2 separate regions of the Mus musculus genome follow, and region 2 is linked to region 1. A link is a contact called in public Hi-C data. All regions are on one chromosome and are shown on one strand. Each heading gives the region's core, a stretch centred on a gene start, on an enhancer-like site or on the middle of the called end of the contact. The rest is flanking DNA. Distances are from core to core; before and after follow the strand shown. Region 1 overlaps Nmnat3 (nicotinamide nucleotide adenylyltransferase 3). Region 2 has its middle 25 kb from the start of 4930579K19Rik.

The links. A called contact is a pair of places that touch in the nucleus more often than the background predicts.
Region 2: a Hi-C map of uterus shows a contact between it and region 1, with 4 times the contacts expected there. The contact joins two enhancer-like sites. A contact is called at or near these places in 4 of 484 Hi-C or Micro-C datasets (the HPC-7 cell line, cerebellar granule neurons, cortical neurons and 1 more), 2 of 115 datasets of contacts at active chromatin or transcription factors (embryonic stem cells and pancreatic cancer cells) and 1 of 9 other capture datasets (embryonic stem cells).

What each region holds. Positions count from the first base shown.
Region 1 is chr9:98,325,845-98,333,429 of GRCm38.p6, forward strand. The region is part of intron 1 of Nmnat3 (nicotinamide nucleotide adenylyltransferase 3); the gene reads left to right. Among named protein-coding and RNA genes, the nearest start is that of Gm46126, 30 kb to the left of the region's middle. Within about 2 kb of position 3,882, at least 63 of the 459 cell types and tissues checked have an H3K27ac peak or open chromatin away from gene starts, as enhancers often do. A contact at or near this core is called in the HPC-7 cell line and uterus, where this site is marked.
Region 2 is chr9:98,535,346-98,542,095 of GRCm38.p6, forward strand. No RefSeq gene overlaps it. Among named protein-coding and RNA genes, the nearest start is that of 4930579K19Rik, 25 kb to the right of the region's middle. Within about 2 kb of position 3,231, at least 36 of the 459 cell types and tissues checked have an H3K27ac peak or open chromatin away from gene starts, as enhancers often do. A contact at or near this core is called in the HPC-7 cell line and uterus, where this site is marked.

The sequences.
Region 1 (7,585 bases), core at 2,632-5,131:
TTAGTGGTTTCTGTCTCCAGGAGGAAGGTAAACAGAAAGTCATTGCCCTGGCTCCTTTTTAACCTTGTACCTCTCCTAATGTCCTTGTCCTGCCTTCAGGGAGGGATGCTCTTCTATGTCTGTCCCCAGGTGCCTGTCTCATTGGGCTCTCTACAGTAGCATGACCCTCACAGATATAGCCCCCACAGTCTGGAACTGAAGAGCTTGCTTTTATGTAAGGCAGTGTCACTGGGTGGTGGAAATCTCAGTGCTGAGCTGGAAGTCTGAGCCTGAAGCTCTGCTCTCACCTTAACTAGCTTCTCAGACAACCCAGACTAAGCATCATCCTGGCCATCTCCTCAGCAACAGGACAGGTGGGGTTTGACTCACATGTTCATGCTGCAAATGGAAGAACAAAATAAACGCAACTAAGCTTTAATTTACTGTGACTCATTCTTCAAGATGGAGCTGCTGTACCATAGAAAAGCCCAGCTCCTGATCCTGGGTATTTGCATAACTGTTTTAAATACAGGAGCTAAAAGTCCTGAAATCTCTATTCAGGCATCTTAAAGTGTCACTGCTTTGAAGATCTGTGGCAAATCTTGGCAAAATGTGCCTTGAAGAACAAGCAGTCTATCTTGTGTAGGGGAAAGAGGGGCTTGGTTTCTTTTAGTAGGCAAAAGCCAGTAATTTCACGAAATGCCACCTTATGTAGCATGTGTGTAGGGACTTGTGGCGTTCAAGTGGCCTCATAGCTTGTGTTGCACATTACAGATAGGATGGATCAGAATGATACAGAGTGGTGTATTTCACCACACTCTTCAGAGCTTAAAATAGAAGCCTCTAGAAGAGGGTAAGGAAAACTCATTTCAGTTTGAAATTACACAGCTGCAGCCCAAGTGAGCCACTCCTCTTGCCTCCTCGCAACACCTCTGATCTTCCTGTAGAGATAGTGGCTTACTGGACATTAGATATATACTACAATGAAATTATAAATGTGTGTAGATACATATGCCCTGAGTATCATTCCTGTGTGTTATACTAACATTGATTGCCTAGCCTAATGTGAGACAGTGCTAAAATTATGCCTGAAATTTACATCACCTCATCTAATACCTACTCATTAATAATCTGTCATATTAATATATATGCATATACATGTGCATGCCACTCTTTTTAACAGCTATATAAAATTATGCAGAATTTAACCAGTCCTCTATTGGCAGACATATAGTTCTGTGACTTCTTATTGTAGACAAACCTTTAGAGACCAGCCAGCTGATAGGTTTGTTAATAATTCCATGTCATTTATTTGAGGATATGCTTCCTACACACACCCACACGCATACACAGACATAGCTGCACTATGAGGGTAATTTGTGGGAAGTTTCTTAATGCTTTGGCATTCTCTATCCACTTCACACTTAACCTGTTCAGATGATATAGATGATAGTTTTAACTTCTGTTCTCCGTGCTGTCTTCTTCCTGCTTCAGGAGAGTCCATCACCCAGAGCTAGGAGGTAGATGCCAAGTGTTAAGGCCTCTTGTAGCCCACTTGCTGAAGGCTGAAGTCGAATTGTGTTAAAAAATCACCAAGGAGGGCCTGAGGAGATGGCTCAGTTAGTGCCCAAGGATCTGGTTTTGGATCTAAAGAATCCATATGTAAAAAGTCGGGTGCGGCCATCCAGTTATAATGCCAGCACAGGAAGGGCAGAAATAGGAGAGCCCTGAACCTGAGGGTCGAGATAGGCAGCCCCCTAAAGCTTGCCGGCCAAGTCTAGCTAATCAGTGAAAACTAGTTTTAGTGAAAGACTTTGTCTCAGAAGAAAACTAGAAAGCCACCAAAGGAGAACTCCAATATGATCTCTGGCCTCCACATGTACCCATAGACATGTCAACACATGTCCTGATGGGCAGGCAGAGGGAGAATCATAAACAAATTGCATGTTTTAAGAAGCTCCTCAAACTAGGTTCACAAAGCCCTCCCCCAAGGCTACACAAGTGTAACCACTACTAGTAAGGAGACCCTCAGAAGATCTAGTTTTACCGAGAGCTCTGTGGAGGCAGCCTCCCTAAGCAGCCACCCAAGCTAAAGTGGGGTTTTCAGTGACACAGCTGCCTCAGGCATTTCTGCTCCTGTAAGTGACCCTCACATACACATGTAACCCCAATAAAACTCATTGGTTCACCAAGCTGGCCTTGGGTGACATGGTTACTTTGTTTTGTCCATAGTGATCTATCTGGTGTGAATAGATATTTGTTCATTAGCTTCAGAGAACACTGGGTCATACAGCAACACATGTGTGTACATGTGCATGTGCGCCCGAGCGCCCATGCACACACACACACACACACACACATTCACTCACCGAGAATTCACGGAGTATTTAGGATAGCTATTGTACAGAGTGACATTCTTCCTACCAACACCTCTGTGGTACCAGTTTCTGATAGCTGCTACAATGAAAGAGCATAAACTTGGAGGTTTAAAACAGCAGAAAGATCCATATTTACTCACAGCTCTCAAGACCAGAAGTCTAAAATCAGGATCCTTAGCCCAAAATCAGTGTCAGGGACACATTCTCATGGGAAGCACCCAAGAGTCTGTTTCAAGCCTCGGTGGCTTCCAGCACTCAGTCTTGATCGGGGTTTGTCTAGAGGAACAGTGCACATAGAATGAATATCTATTGTAAGAGAGGATCTCTTAGATTGGCTTGCACAGTACAGGCTGGAGAGTCCAGCCGTGGCTGTCTGCACACTGGGAAAGCTGAGATCCCAGAACTGCTCACTGTGCAACTGGTCGCCTCTGCAGTCCCAGGCTGACCTGGAGACCTGGAAGATTTCCAGAGAGCTCTCTCTGGACTTCAGTACACCTTGGAAGACCAAAGAAGTAGAACCTGATGTCGTCAGTAGAGGATGGTGGCTGAAGCAGCCACGGCCACAGCGACAGAGGCACTGACCAGCAAGAAGCCAAGGCAAACAGGCACACACTGCTTTCTACCGCAGACCTCTGTAGCCAGCCCACCAGTTAGGAGGCGCTACCTATTCAGAGGGAAAAAGAGCTTGCCCTATGAGCAGCAAATGGAAGCCCCCTCATGGGCATACAGAAGTGTGTCTTAGCTGATCCCACATTCTGCCAGGTTGTCAATCAAGATTAACTGTCACACATGCCTTGGTTTGTGACCCTGTCACTGCTGTCCTCAGTACCAGCCTCCCCCAGATCTTCCTTTGTTTCCTTCACACAACTTTGTCTTTGTGTCAAATCCCCCTTTTTTTCTCCCTCTTCAGGGATACATAACACCTGCGTCTCAACAGCCTCAATGAAATCTGCAAAGATTTCTTTATTTTAAATAAAGTAACATTTAGTCCGGGGTCTAGAATACGATCTCTTTGGGGGACATTATTCTTCGTGGGTTTTTGTGTTGTGGTTTTCATCATGTTTTAAGTGATGACTGGGGACAATGCTTGATGCTGCCTTTGAGCTCCGTGGAAGTGTGTCGGTTCACAAAGAAGCCAGGCGTTTTTGTGCAGAAAAATTGGCCTCCGAGGTGAGGTGGCAGAGTCGGGGTCAGACAGAGTCCCTGGCTGACACACTCCTTGAACCAGAGACAGCATGCCCTCCCGCTACACCTCAGCACACAGCCTGTTTGCTCTTTAATTAGAGCTGCTTAGCTCTATGCCCTGTGTACAGGCTGAGAGGAAGTTGTGGAGCTGCCTGACTTTTTTTTTTTTTCCCTTTAGAACAAACTACACTCAAACAACAAGATAGTTTTCAGGCTATCCAGATGGACCCACGGCTGTTCTCCTGTTGTAAAAAAAAACAATGGAGAGCCTTGGACTCTAGCAAGGGCAGAAGGCCAGGAGAAGCGCATGCCTGTCAGGCAGGAAGCACCATTGAGCACACAGGATCTGACAGTGCTCAGCGTCCGTGCCTTCTGACTCCGATCCTCCCCCATGAAAGGCCTGTTAACAGTTTTGGACTCAGCCCTGCCCTGGTCACGTGAGAGCTAATGTCTTATGCTCACATTTCTCGATTTCACAGCAGACGCCCATGCTCCTAAACTGTGAAGCTCAGCATACCGCGCAGATTCTAGGATTTGGTCCAAATGGCTCCGACTACTGCCTATTTCAGCAGAGCTCCCTTTGGCCATGGCTTGTTAATATATTATAGAGACATTAGGACAGCAGTTCAGGAGCGTGTAAGGCAGGTGCCGAGCGAGCATGGTTCCCTGAAGTGCTCCCTAGCCAGACAGGAGTGATCTGAGGGATGGAGAGAGATGCCGGCCATGTCATTTCAGAGGCTGTTGTCCATGGGGACCCCTAAAGAACCTTGAGTGTAAGGCTGACCTGCACAGAGATACCACTGGGTCAGCTGCAACAAGCGTGTAGAGGCTGGCGCCAGGGGCTTGAGAATGAACACACCTACCTGTTAAAGGGACAGCACCATTGTGCTCACAAGAAACACAAGCCTCTTCCTAGGGTCTGTTGGTGTCAAGTGTAGTTTAGTAATCTCAGTGAGGTCAAGGGCACACTCTGCGAGTATTGCTAGTGAGTCCCAAGGAATAAATGAGGAAGAAGCTCAACTGGTCTGCTTCAGACTCAGGTCATGACTGTGGACTGACGGCCCAGCAGCCAGGTCTCATTTCTGCACAACACAGAAATTACACATCCTGTTAAATAGGTGTTGGGTGAACACGGTTAAAATTGTTAATTAATCATGGCCTCAAACCTGGCTCAGGTCTTTGCTTTCATAGACCATTGCTTGGATTTGCAACCGTCTGTTCACCAGCATGACAGTCTGCTCATAGCTCAATAAAGACAAGGTAGGCTGCTGGCCTTCTAGATGTATATTGCACGAGGCTAGAGAGAATGGCTCTATGCTTGGTTATGTTGTCCCCAGCAAAGCTCTTAACCTGTGGTTGAGTGTCAGCCTTTCCCACTTCTCCCCAGCTGTGTGTGATGCTCTGTTCTGCCTTTGTGGAGAGCCTGGGCTGAGTTTCCACCTCCCTGGTATTTTGAGATCCTCATAGTGTCCTCTTGTGGCCTTGAGAAATTTGGCAGCAGCAACAACTTGTTTTATATTGGGGCAAGTGAGAGATTGAACAAATGGAAACAGATGTTCTTTTTAGAATCCATGTGTGCATATGCTGTGTGTGGTGTGTAGTGTGTAAGTGTATATGCTGTGTGTGATGTATAGTGTGTGTATATACTGTGTATGATGTACAGTATGTAAGTGTATATGCTATGTGTGATGTACAGTGTGTAAGTGTATATGCTGTGTGTGATGTATAGTGTGTATGTGTATACACTCTGTAATGTATAGTGTGTGTATATACTGTGTGTGATGTACAGTATGTAAGTGTATATGCTATGTGTGATGTACAGTGTGTAAGTGTATATGTTGTATGTGATATATAGTGTGTATATGTATATACTGTGTAATGTATAGTGAGTGTATATGCTGTGTGTGATATACAGTGTGTAAATGTATATGCTATATGTGCTATATAGTGTGTAAGTGTATGTGCTGTGTGTGATATACAGTGTGTAAGTGCATTTGCTGTGTGTGATGTACAGCGTGTGAGTGTCTATGCTGTGTGTGATGTAGAGTGTATATATATGATGTGTGTAAGTATGGGTGCTCTCATGCCATAGCACACGTGTGGAGGTTAGAGGACAGTCTTGGATGCAGATCCTTGGATCTCACCGTCCACTTTGAGACAGTTTACCTTGCTTACAGCTGTGTACACCAGACTAGCCAGCCTGCAAGCTTTCTAGGAATTCTGTTCTGTCCCCCTCATCTCCCTGTGCGATACTGGGATTACAAACCCACGCTCTGGGGCCTGGCTTTTAGGTAGGTTCTGCCGATTTGAACTCAGGACCCATACTAGTATATTACGAGCTTGGCTCACCGAACAATCTCCGCAGCCCCTCTATGTTAGAATACTTATATTTCATTTTAAAGCTTGTGTAAAAATAACCAGTCTAAGAGGATTTGAGATAATATAGGAAAGACAGCTGTCACACCATATTCTTTGGCAAGTTTTGTCTTTTCATTGCCAGAATCTTCCTTCCTCTAAACACAAAGAAGCCTAGCTGACCTATGAGTTCATGGGACAGATGTGGTCTCCAAATCCTTCTGCTTGGCTCTATGTGGTTGCCTGCAACCCAATAACTATTGCTAAAACTCTCGGAAGCTTTGGAGGTCCTACAATCAAGCGTAGCTCTGGATGCCTTACCTTGCCCTTCATCCCCAGTTGCACTACAGGCTCCTCACACTGGGCTTAGGATTCCCTAATCACCTTCCATACAAGGATAGCGGGCTACACTTGCATATAGTCTCCTTTACCTGAGTTTCTTTCTTTCCAAAGTAATATATTTGTGTGGAGTATGGAGCAAGTGTGATCAGGGCCATGGACATCTTCCTGACATCCCCTCAGTTCTTCCCCTGTAGTATTTCATGGGTCAACAGGGCAGTCTAGAATTTATTTTCCCATTTCTCAAGAATGTTAAAGGAGCTGAGAGGTCACCCTCATTACAAATTACTAAATTGGCATGTGACAGCCTCATGAATACTGGAAGAAGATAAAGAAATCTTGGCCAGAGGTGAAGGATATTGCAGCTGTAGTAACATCAGGGTTTTCTCGTGCCACCACCCTGGGCTGCAGTTCCCCGGGGGTCAAGAAAACTTCATAAGCAGTGGGTGTGGTTACAAGAGAGGAGCACTCTACTGGCTGGTTTTATGTCAACTTGACACAAGCTACAGTCATTTGAGATGGAACTTCAATTAAGAAAATGCCTTCAGAAGACCAGATTGTAGGCAAGCCTACAAGACATTTTCTTAATTGGTGATTGATGGGGAGGGCCCAGCCCATTGTGGGTGGCGCCATCCCTGGGCTGGTGGTCCTGGGTTCTATAAGAAAGCAGGTTGAGTAAGCCATGAGGAGCAAGCCAGAAATCAGCAGTCCTCCATGGCCTCTGCACCAGCTCCTGCCTCCGGGTTCCTGATCTATTAGAGTTCCTGCCTTGATTCCCTCAGTGATGGACTGTCACCTGTAAATAAGCTGAAATAAACCCTGTCTTCTGCAAGTTGCTTTGGTTATGGTGTTTCATCACAGTGATAGTAACCCTAACGGAGACAAGCCCTATGCTTAGAGAGCCCTCATATTTTATGGGTGACAAACCTGCCTGTCCTTTGTTCCAAAGACAGGCATCACCTTTATTATACTATTCAGCAACCACACCTGCTTCTGTCCCAGAAGATGACACCATTTCCACCTTCCAAGGCTGAAGGATACTGTGTTCACTGCACAGTATCCTTAAGATGTTAGTCCAGAACACTGAACATGTGATGGTCTGCTTATAAGATAAGCAGAAGTGCAGGTGATCCCTGGAGAACTGACTCTCAGGGCTGTCCTTGTCTGAACTCAGACATACAGTCTAGTAGTCATCCATACATGTTGTTTTCCTTTGCCTCTCTGTTGCTGTGATAAACACTCTGAGTAAAAGCAACTGGGGGAGGAATGAGCTTGTTTGGCTTACACGTCCGGGTCATAGCCTGTCATTGAGAGAAGTTGGGCAGGAAGTACAGCAGGAAGTGGGGCAG
Region 2 (6,750 bases), core at 1,981-4,480, 210 kb after region 1:
ACACTCTGCCACATCTGCTCAACTATAATTCTTTCTGAGTTATTTGAGAATAAATTTCAGACATCAAAGCATTTTGCTCCTGAATAGTTCAGCACAGATCTTTCAAAAACAAGCATGTCTCTTCCACAAGATGGGAACGGCATGAGCAACTGTTGAACAATTCAGAAAATTAATAAATTATAAAAAAGTAGCAATTTGATCATGATTGAAAATTTAGTTTATGTAGCGCACTATTTGTAAAATAAAAATAGATCATCAAGTCAACAACTCCCTTGAATGTAATATTCAGTCCAAATTTAAACCTCAGAATGATCTTATAGATTTTAGGGAAAAAAACTTAAGACTCTGTCAAAGATTTTGCCACACAATAATTTTGTTTCAATTATTATTCTGTTTGGTTTCTTTGTTTCTGTTTGTTTGTTTGTTTTCCTTATCATACTAGAATTAGAAACTAGTCCCTTGTATATTCCAGGCAAGAACTCAACTGCTGGTCAATAGCTATAATCTCTTTTAATTTATAACATCTCCATCACTTTCTACAAACACATCTTTGTAAGTTTGTGACTGTGTGAGGATTTGTGCACTAGAGTGCAATGCCCTTAGAGGCCAGCAGATGGCTTCAGATCCCCCAGCTGCCTGATGTGAGTCCTGAGACTGGAAATTGAATCCTCTACAAAAACAGTTGGCATTCTTAATGCATTCTTAACTGCTAAACCAACTCTCCAGCTCTCCTTCTGCCACTTTTGTTTGATGTTTTCATTGCATCCCTTTTATAAAAAGTACAGGCCAGTTCTTTTGTCAATTCTCTATTTATCAATATGTTTCATTGTTTCCAAATCTCCCAGCCTTCCAGAGTCTGGGAAGAGATAGGAGGATGTGTGATGTTACATGAATTATGAAGTAAATTAAGATTAGAATGTGTGGGAAGATCTCACAAGACCAAGTTTCTTAGCCTGGCTAGTAATAGCTGCCTACCTCCTGGGACCGTCTCCCTACAACTTTACAAAAGAGACATGACCAAGTATCCTATGTGGTTAGCAGGCATTGCCTATGGGAAACCCCCAAACAGGATTGAAAACACATGAAGAAAAAGAAAGAATCCAACTAGAAGGCAATTGACCTTAACTGGAAGAAGCTGAGAAATAAGAATATTAACTACATCTCATATGATAACCCATAAAATAAAGCATAGATCCACAACTCGTTACTGATAAACATTTTAAAATAATATAAGTAAGTGGAAGGAAAGAATAATGCTTTCTAATAGAAGAATGTCAGTTAGTAAACACAGATGAGATGACAAATATTATTTCAATTACCACTAGACACCATAGATCACACAGATCGCATATAAAATATACCAATAGATATTCAATTAACTGTTCACATTTGGAGAGAAACAGAGTATCAGGGTAGCCTCAGGTATCTCTGCCCAGATAGTTATGATTTGTAAAAGGTAAAGCAGGGAGCTAGGCATGATGGAATACACTTATAATCGCAGCAGAGGCAGGAAGATTTGGAATTCAAACCCAGTCTGGGCTGTATAGTGAGGCCTTCTCTCAAAAACCTAAAATAATTAAAAGGAAGGAAGGAAGGAAAGAAGGGGAAGAAGGAAGAAAGAAAAAGTTGTAGCTTCACAAACCTCCTTAATCAAGCGATCAAATTTAACTAGCACAGTAATGAAAGCCATTCAGGGACACCATTATGGAATTCCCATCCAACCCAGCACCTCCATCAAATAGTAAACAAACATCCAATAAACTTCAGCTTACAGTTATTCAGCAGTGAAATTGACTGATGGTCTTTAAAAGTGCCAAAGCCAAGAAAGGACTGACAGATTGGCTCAGAGAGGGAGCCGCCGAGGAGTCATGGAGGCTGAAGTAGCAGAAGAGCATGCTAAGGAGAACTGTTGAAATTCAGATGAGGGCAGTCGTGTAGTTAAAAGTATTAATAGCATTAACAGTAGCATTGACATTCTGGTCACCATGCTATGGCTGTGATGGGTATTACATTAGCGTTCAGGGAAGCTGTGGGTTTATGAATATCAATTAACATGGATTAATATTAATTAGCAATTTATTAATATTCATTAACTTTTCTGTGTTCAAAAAAAATAAAAAATAAAAACTTAAAAAAAACCACAGCCCTAGATGTAAGTGAAGTTGAAGCTGAAGGCTTGGGGGCAGGGGATACAGCTAGGCCTCACCTGTCTTCAGCACCTCCTCGCTCTAGTCTGCCAAAATGTCTGAATACCATTCAAGACACATCACCTTTTTAGAATTTTCAGTTCTTTTAAATTTTCATAAAAATAAGCATTGCATGTTAGCCATGCTCCCCCAATCCCACCCCTTGCCCCTTTCCCAATATGCATTTCTTCTAACTAAGCTTTTGGGTACATAAAGGTCCAATGAGTCTTGCCTCAGATATTTATGGAGGAGCACTGTCTATATTTGGGCTAGGATGAGGCAGACAAGACCTCTGTCTCCCTGGAGGTCAGAATTAGCCATCCGTGTCTTAATATAATGATAAAGACTAGTTTCTTAGTTAAATCAAGGTACTAAGGAAAAGAAAATTCACAACTCCATTTGAGAAAGGGCAGTCTACAGAGAAGCTTCTAGAAGTCCATAAAGCATGGCTCTGAAGCCAACAGGAGGAGGCACTAGACCAACTAAGAGAGGCAATATGTATGTGGTTGAGCTGAACTGGAAACGCAGCAGACAGCATCCAGAAGGCCCTGTTTGTGCGGCAGGTCCTCCCAAACATGAGAGGTGATGGAGGAACCTGAGGTGTCCAGTTTAAGCAACACTCCTAAGGCTGAGCCAGGGCACGTGGTCCAGCTGGGCCATGGACCTGGACAGTCCGGTGCCAGAGTCTGTGAAGGCACATGTATGCTCTCTGATGCCTCTTCCTGTGAGGACACACGGCCGCAGGAAGACAGGAGGGAGACACAGAGCCTGAGTTAGTCTGGACTTCTGTTCGGAAAAGCAACACGGAGGTGAGCAGGCAATAGACATGAATGACTACTCCGTTTTTTTCTCAGACTTGTCACTTAGGATCAGATTTCTGCCACGCCTTCCTTCTCATGTTACAGACGAGGATGGCCAGAGAAGACAGACTTCTGCAGTTTCAATTAGCAGGCAAGGTTGTAATCTTCTGGTTTATGGAGAGAGCCTTGAGCTCTGATACTATCTGCTCTGGGTCTCATCCTTAGCTGAGCATGCGCTGACTCTCCCTCCTACTTGCCCTCTACCTCGCTCTCCCTCCCTTACCCTCCCTCTCCCTTTCTCCATCTCTGCCTCCCTCTCACACACTAAGTTAATTATTTAATGCTCATAATATATATCTTGAGGATGGCATTTTGCAGCACTGAGCTTTAAACAGTGCGTGTTTAAATACATTTAATCCAATGAATATTTCAAGGCAATTAATCTCCACAGGGTGAAAGAATGATCAGATCTCCCAGCACATCATAATACTTTGGAATCAGCCGAGGGAATGATCTGCCGCCCCGCCGCCCCGCAGTGGGTTCAGGAAGATTCACTTAAAAGACTTTTAGAGCTGACTATCCGGTGTTAACCAGCAAGGACGTTGCTGAAGAGAAGGATTAAGGTGCCGCCTAGTGGTTGGTAGTGTCTATGCAAGGAGAGAAGGTGCTAGCATCTTGATTTTGAAGAGGACTCCTTTACAAATGTGTATATTTATATATACACTCACAAACCGACAGACACAGTCGTGCTTTACGTGAAATTTTGTGTGCTACATATGCTCATCCTTGTATGACCTGCTTGTGTGTGTGTGTGTGTGTGTGTGTGTGTGTGTGTGTGTGTGTGTGAACAAGAGTGGGTGAGAATTTCCATGGGTATGCTGGAGTGCTGCTGCTGAGATCTGGTAACCCTTCTCTGAGACATTATCATGTCTATCGCTGAATTTTTTGTTTGGGGAAATTTCCAAGATATGGTATTTGTTGTAGCCATGCTAGCCAACATTTTGAAGACACATGCACACATCCTGATATACACGCATAAATATTTACACAATCCGGTTTCTATTGATTTTAATGACAACTTGCCACAGATTAGAATCACCTGAGTAAGAAACCTCACTTGGAAGAGCTGGCTTGGTTGCCTTAATTGACATTGGAAGACCCACCCAGATTGTGGACCCAACCAATAAAAACCCAAATAAGAAGGGCGTGGCAGGGAGGATGCTATCTGGACTTTTGCTCTCTTGGCCTTCCCTCTTGATGATTTTGCCCCGTTGCTGTCATTGATTCTTCAGCTGATATCGGAACCAGTATTTCTGGGCTTCCATCCTGGACTAAGGACCAGTGGCTCTCAAAGAATGAGCAACTACCCTCTCCAATAGCAAACCATTGCTGTGAGGCTACCTGACTTCTGAGGCACCCAGTCTAAAGGACCTAGCCTCTACCAGGTTCTCAGCCTCTCAGGTGCAATTCTGTTGTTGCTATTTTAATTTATGTGCACGTAGGTGTGTGAGCACGCATAGACATATTCACGTCATTGACTGTTCTTCTAGAGCAGTAGCTCTCAACCTGTGAGTCCCAACACCCACAGGGGTTGCATATCAGATATCTTGCATATTAGATATTTACATTATGACTCATAAGAGTAGCAAAATTACAGTTATGAAGTAGCAGCACAATAATTTTATGGTTGGGGGCATCACCACAGCGTGAGGAACTGTATTAAAGGGTCCCAGCATCAGAAAAGTTGAGAACCATTGTTCTATAAGAACCCCGACTAAGGGGGAAAAATCCCACCTAACCTTGTCAGTCCTATGAGAGCTTAGTGTTTATTCATTCCATATTTCAGATAAAGAAAACTGAGGCTTGCCTGAGGTCACGTAGCTTGTCAAAATCAGGTCTGCTGGCCCCGGAACCCATCTTGCTAGCCTTCCTATTACACTGCCTTATGTTACATTCAGAGTGAACTTGGCTAGGCTAACAGTGTCAAATCAACTGATGGACATCACCCACCTACTAGACTCTGGTACTGTGCTTGGCACTGTTGGGGAACAAACACACACACTATGATGCCTAGTCCAAGATTGTGAAAGCTTTTCTTTAAAACTGGGCATGCTGGTAATGCATGCTGGTAAACTCAGTCCTCAGAAGGCAGAGGCAGGAGGTTTACTGCAAGTTCAAGGCAAGCCTGGTCTACTTAGTGAGTCCCAAGCCATTCAGGGCTGCATAATAAGACTGTGTCTCAAAAAAACAAAGCAAGCCGGGCAGTGGTGGCACACACCTTTAATCCCAGCACTTGGGAGGCAAAGGCAGGCGGATTTCTGAGTTCGAGTCCAGCCTGGGCTACAGTGTGAGTTCCAGGACGTCCAGGGCTACACAGAGAAACCCTGCCTCACCCCCCCCCCCAAGAAACAAAGCAAACAAACATACAAACAAAAAAGTCCCACTGGTTTCTTAATGATGTTATACAGTGTACTTACTGGCTGGTTTTGTGTGTCAAGTTGACACAAATTAGAATCATCAGAGAGGAAGGAGCCTCAGTTGAGGAACTGCCTCCATGGAGTAAGGTATTTTCTCAATTAGTGATGACAGACCATTGTGAGTAGAGCTATCCCTGGGCTGGTGGTCCTGGTTTCTATAAGAAAGCAGGCTGAGCAAGCCAGGGAAGCAAGCCAGTAAACAGCAGCCTTCCATGGGCTCTGCATCAACTCCTGGCTCCAGGTTCTTGCCCTGTTTGAGTTCCTGTCCTGACTTCCTCTAATGATGGACTATAATCTGGAAGTATAAGCCTAATAAACTCTTTCCTCCCCAACTTACTTTTTGGTCATGGTGTTTCATCACAGAAACCCTAAGACTACATAAACCCTAAGAATACATAAAGACTTCACTTTTTAGATCTTTAAAATAAATACAGATAACTGGGGCTGGTGAGATGGCTCAGGAGTGAAGAGCATTGACTGCTTGTGTAAAGGACTCTCAAGGACTCAGGTTCAATTCCTAGCACCCACATGGCAGTTTACAGCTAGCTGTCTGTAACTCCAGGATCTAACACATAATAGCTCACAACTGTCTCTAAGTCCAGGACCTAACACCTTCACGCCGACATACAGGCAAAACACCGATACACATAAAATAAACATAAATTTTAAAACATGATGTCAAAAAGATACAGATAACTGCAAAACATAGTTAATTTAGCAGAGCAACTTTTGAATATCAAGCATGTGGATCCTGCTCTCTCTGTCCAGCTGTACCGTACTGACAAGAATGAATGGTCCAGGGCTTAGGCATGGCTCCGTGGCTCTCACTGTACCAACAGCTCGGACTTTCTGCCTTCCTATTCCTGGAGATCAGGAAAAGTTTCAGGAGCTGGAATCGATGCAGAAGCTCTGACCAGTCCTAAGACTACCTGGACTACCTAGGACTGTGATGAGGGGCCTTCAGTATTCAGTGACACATATTCACTCTGTGGAAGTGGCAAGGCCATTCATGAAGCACACTGTCTGAGGGCGGGGGGTGGGGGTGCTAACTAAACACATTGAAGGATCCCACAACTTAGAGAAAGTTTATCTCCTGATCCTGGATGTGCAGACCTCTGGTCACAGCTACTTTGGAGGCTGAGGCAGGAGGGTTACGAGTTACAGTGGGATCCTGTTTCACAATAGGAAGTAAGGCTAAGACTAGGGACATAACTCATGGTAGAGTGTTTGCCTAGCTTGTGTGAGGTTCTAGGTTCAATCCCCCACACAGCAAGAAAAACCAACCAA